2 separate regions of the Scleropages formosus genome follow, and region 1 is linked to region 2. A link is a contact called in public Hi-C data. All regions are on one chromosome and are shown on one strand. The core of a region is the stretch at or near the end of the contact, and the rest is flanking DNA. Distances in the headings are between cores, read along the strand shown. Region 1 holds the start of kansl1a (KAT8 regulatory NSL complex subunit 1a). Region 2 holds the start of LOC108924755 (interferon alpha-6-like).

Evidence for each region. A called contact is a pair of places that touch in the nucleus more often than the background predicts.
Region 1: a Hi-C map of muscle shows a contact between it and region 2, with 17 times the contacts expected there. The contact joins the promoter of kansl1a here to the promoter of LOC108924755 in region 2. A contact is called at or near these places in 2 of 2 Hi-C or Micro-C datasets (both in muscle).

What each region holds. Positions count from the first base shown.
Region 1 is chr3:559,795-562,494 of fSclFor1.1, reverse strand. It overlaps kansl1a (KAT8 regulatory NSL complex subunit 1a), which reads left to right and starts at 1,318. Exons shown (of 15, transcript XM_029250252.1): 1 at 1,318-1,666.
Region 2 is chr3:402,626-405,325 of fSclFor1.1, reverse strand. LOC108924755 (interferon alpha-6-like) reads left to right here and starts at 1,327. Exons shown (of 5, transcript XM_029250089.1): 1 at 1,327-1,440; 2 at 1,524-1,622; 3 at 1,785-1,934; 4 at 2,065-2,172; 5 at 2,272-2,367. The coding sequence starts at 1,327. The coding sequence ends at 2,367.

The DNA of each region.
Region 1 (2,700 bases), core at 69-2,568, 160 kb before region 2:
TCCTCCCTTTTCTGTCAAAAACTGTGGAACGGTCAACCTGTGATCAACTGTCTGAATTCCTCACCCAGAATGATCTCCTCAACAGGTGTCAGTCTGGATTCAAAGCTGGACACTCCACCGAGACAGTTCTCCTCGCAGTGTCAGATGCTCTTCGGCCGGCTAGAGCGGCCTCCCTCTCCTCGGTCCTCATCCTCCTCTGCAGCGTTTGACGCTGTCAATCACTGGATTCTACTCTCCTCTCTTAACCAGTTTGGGATCAAAGGAACAGAACTAAGATGGTTTGAACCCTACCTATCTGACAGATCCTATCAAGTGGTCTGGCAGGGCTCTCGTTCTTTTCCTCTGCCTCTCTCAACTGGTGTCCCACAGGGCTCGGTACTGGGTCTTCTGCTCTTCTCCATCTACACCTCCTTCCTTGGTCCGGTCATCACCTCCCATGGATTCAAATACCACTGCTATGCTGATGATACCCAGCTCTTCCTCTCCTTTTCACCTGGAGCTGCAGCCGTTTCCTCGCACATCACTGCCTGTCCCTCATACTTCTCCGCCCGAATGTCTAATCATCACGTACAACTCAACCCTTCTCCACAAAAGACATCCTTCACCTCCCAGCTGGTCCGTCCTCCTGTCGAGAACTCTGTATGAAAACTGGACAACTCGCTCTTTTCACCTTGCTTATCAACTAAGAACCTGGGTGCAACGACTGACTCGAGTCTCTCCTTCTCTCTACATATTGAACCCACAACTGGATCTGCAGATATTTCCTGCAAAACTCATGGTCCAGACCATGGTGAAATACCCCACCTGGTCTACTGAAACTCTGTCCTCTCTGGCCTTCGAGCTACTGCCATCAAACCTCTTCAGCCCATACGCTGTACCACGGTATGAATTGTGTTTGACCTAGGAAAGCGCTCCCATATATCCCCCTTCCCCATCTCTCTGCATGGGCCTCCTGTAGCTGAAGGGGTCAAATTCCTTTTTCCGAGTTGTACGGATAGATGTATCTGCTAATGGAATAAATATAAACGTAAATGTAAATATGGTGACTACATTGACTCCAAGGAACTTTAGGCTCTCCACACTTTCCATGTATGTGGAGGGGGAGGTGGTCTATCTCCTTTGTTCTCCTGAAGTCCACAACCATCTCCTTTGTCTTAGAGGTGTTAAGGACCAGGTTGTTATCCTTACACCACTCAACCAGATGTTCCACCTCAAGCCTATAGGCCATCTCTTCATTGTCTGAGATCAGCCCAATTGTTGTGGTGTCGTGTGCAAATTTAATGATGGAATTGGAGGTGTGGAGGGGGGTGCAGTCATGGGTGAAGAGCGTAGGCCTCAGCACACAATGCTTTGGGGTTCCTGTGTTTAGGATGAGGGTGGAGGAGATGTGGTTACCAACTCAGACTTCCTGTGATCAGTCTGTGAAGAAGTTCATGACCCGTGAGCACAGAGAAGAATCAAGGCCCATGTTGTCCAGTTTTCTGACCAGATTAGATGGCAGTCGCAGTGTTTCTCATTGACCCTCTCCTTGTGTCTCTGTTCCTTCTGCAGGACATTGCTGGTCCCACTCCCAGCAATCCAACAGCGCAGCAGCTCCACTCATCAGAGCGGCAGAAAAAGCGCTACGCTTTGTGCGCATCTCTGGAAGATGGACTCTGAGGTGCAGGTAGGAAAACAAACGAGCTGGATCTTTCTAGTCACAAACGAGTTACTTGCATTAACGACGCTTACACAGAGCGAGGAGCTGCACCAGAGTGCTGCTGAACGCAGTTTTCCAGTCTGTGCCATGCGGTCACCACATTGGAAATGAAGACAGGAAAACTGCTTACAGTTATACATGTACCTGACGCCTTTTTACAACGCAGTTTTCCAAAGTAGTGTTAAGGTTCTCCACTGATTTACCTATTTGTTTACCTGGGTTATTTGAACTGCATCAGTTGAGGGTATGTACCCTGATCAAGGGTACAAGAGCTGGAGGTGGGACTCAAACCTGTGAGCAAGGGCAGCAGCTCCAACCCCTACATTACCAGCTTCCTTGACTCAGTGGCCTCTTTATTGTGGCATTTACCGCGTTTTAACGTGGAGACGGCGCTTCCGTTGAGAGACTGGACTCGTATTACACACAACTTGCCTTTTGTCTGACGCGAGGTACTGTACGTCTCTGAGAACGGCACCGAGAGTGCGGTACGTGTGCAGGAGGAGAGCTTTGGATGCAGACGCATGATTGCAGAGTACAATCGGTGTACTTGCTGTGAAGCCACTGCGGTAAACGTGGTAACAGATGAACAGCAGTGGAGACAAGTGAGCCAGTTAACTAAGTAACGAAGCCTAGTGGGCACAACGCATGAGCGGGCCTCAGCATGTATGTGCGCTTACGAGCGCCAGGGGGCGTGCCTTCACCACCCTTCACGCTCAAGTCCCGTCAGTGCACTGCTCTCCCACGAACCAGTGGAGGGACCTGGTTCTCCGTGCCTTTTTTGTTTTTCTCTCTTCCGTAATCCGATGCTAAGTGGGCATCAATAAAGCGGCTCGTTGGCTGCATGTAACAGGCACACTGAACAGATATTTTCTTGGGAAATAAGTGGAAACTATGAAACGAGGAGGCTTCGTGAGCGTTACCATGAGCTGAACCAGCAGGGCGCGGCACCAAGATGGTCTGATCCCTGTGACTCGATAGGACGCGCGCGTTGGGAGAACCGC
Region 2 (2,700 bases), core at 78-2,577:
CGGAAATACTGCACTCGTACTCATCTAAGTGAACGTTTATATTCTCACTAATATTTCATTTGAGCAATGTTTTTTTATTGCCGAAAAGGAAAATTACTTCAGTATATAAAGTTGAAACCAAATAATTTTTTTACACTTACTTAGATTTAGATCATGTATTAATTTATTCGTTTATTAGACACTTTTCTCAAAGCGACGAATATCTCATAGAAAATACAAACAATGTGTTCATGATTACATTAGTAGAAAGAGAGACGTGTGATTCTTAAGTACAGTTAGTTTCTTTCCACCAGCTGAACCCATGTTCATCGCACGAGTAGCTGCGTAAATCTTATCCGAATATCCGCGATTCTTCATCACCTTCCTAGTAATAATTTCTTTATACGTACATAAACGCTGACATGATTAAATAAGAGGAGTACCTGCGTTTTTATCTTTTAATTAATATGTACATGCGGACTATCAGAAGGGATCCTTTCTTTCTGTTTGAATTTTCAGAAAGACGCGGCAGGAATTTGTGTTAAACGCGCTTTCGGCGAACGCGGCTTTTGATCAATTCCGTCACATCGCCACTAATTGTACTTCTTTCCTTTTTATTCTAATTAATTTCTATCAAATCAAACGTAAGATGAAAAAAAAGATTCGATAGTTGCCTTGACCTTTTTGGTTACGGTGTATTTATAACATACTTGGAACATATAATAGTATTAATAACGCAAATATTAATAAAGTGTACGCTTCTCTTTTCCTGAGAACAATGAATGAACAGATTCCGTTATTCTTCATGTCCACGACAGAGCGTCGTTTCCTTCTCGTTATTTATAGCTCTACATCATCATGTCCCACATCATCATGTCCTGCTGTCCGTGGCAGGTGAGATGTGGAAAAAAGGTGCAGAGGGAGGGGGACACGCGGGGACAGGCGGGGACACGCAGTACGGTCTGCGCACCTGTGAGGACCACGTGTCCTACACGTGAGCTCAGTGACAGCCCTGCACAGTGCCACAGGTACCCGTTTCCCTGTGCGGAAACGGAGCGGTGGAAAACCCGATTTGTCCCGGACGGTTGGCGCCTCCCGGCTCCAAAACCGAAATTCACCGAAATCTTGCGGTTTTTTTCTGAATAATTAAAAGAAAAGTAAAAAACGAAACTTTCACTTTTCATAGATGGCTCGAGAGTACACATATAAATGGAAGAGGGCCAGGCAGGAGCAAAATCACATCTCACAAGGACTGAAGGTATAACGAGGCGAAACGCATCAGTCCCGAATTCATTGCCTTCCAATCCGTCCCCTTCCACCTGAAGAATGGCACCAAAGAGCTCACCGATGTCCCTCTGGGTGTGTGTGATCCTCTGTGTGTCACACACCACCTCGCTGCCCATCACTTGTCAGCTCAACGGGAACCTGGTAAAAAGAAGCCACGAGCTCCTGAGGAGCATGGTGAGTCGGGCGTCTATAGCGGTGAGGGTCTCCGGCGGGGCCCAGGGCTGCGGTGTGTTTCCATCCGTGTGTTTGTGCTTCAGGGAGGACCTTTCCCACGGAAATGCATCAAAGACAACGTCATGGTCCCATTCCCTGCGGTCGCTTTCCGCTCTGATGGCACCGATGCGGTAAGAACGTCCGTGCGTCCATGCATGTGCTCGTGATGAACCTTCATTTTTCCCCTCGCATCTCGGATATGTGACATTGACGAACCATAGATTTTGTGTGTGTGTGTGTGTGTGTGTGTGAGAGAGAGAGGGTGCTGTTGGACACTGTGTGAAATGACATTGTGTGTGTTCCAGCAGAAGGTCTTGACGATGCTCATCAATGAAACGTTCAGCAGCATCACTTCTCTCTTCGGGGACAGAGATCTGCCCGCCGAGTGGGAGCCCAAGGCGCTCGAGGACTTTCAGAGTGAGGTTTATCGGCTCTCAGACGACTTAGGCCACTGTGTAAGTGAGCATCATAGCCCGCTGTGCCTCAAGTCCAGCACCCGTTTTCTCCAGCAACAGGCCGTTACTTGCATACACCTTCCGCTGCTGAGAATAACTCCGTTCTGCGCTCTTTTCATGTCCATTTCAGGCGGAGAGACTCCAGGGCCTGAGAGATGAGGCCAAGAGCCATTTCCTCGAGAGAGCAAAGCTGGTGGAAACCTACTTTGATAAGCTGGACACTACTTTACAAGAGAAGGTATGCATGTATCCTAGTAACAACAACAACAACTAATAATAACATGTATAATATGTAACGTGTGACGCATTCCTTGCCATTGTACCTTGATGCTTTCAGAATTACAGCTTTTGCGCGTGGGAAATTGTCCGAAAAGAACTAGAGCGGACTCTGCGCTTCATCGTGGAACACAGCGCTGACTTTCTGTGGCCATGAATCTCACACAAACTCTCTTCTTGACTGTAACCTCCTGTATCCTCATGAAATGTGACCTTTATGTTTTAAAATGAGTTTTCCTAGTATTGAGATTTATTTATTTATGATTTGTCTCTCCAGTGTTTTATCTATTTATTTAGTATTTAAGTAACATTTTTATTATGAAAATGTTTTGTATTTGAAAATCTTTTACCTTCTTTTACAACAGCTTTTGCTTGAATAAATTAATTCACATAATTGTTTTGTTGTCTATTACTTGAAACATTATCAGTTCATGGGAAATCTGCTGGGAGGCTGTTTGATCACACTGGTATGAATTTGTTGCTCACCTGA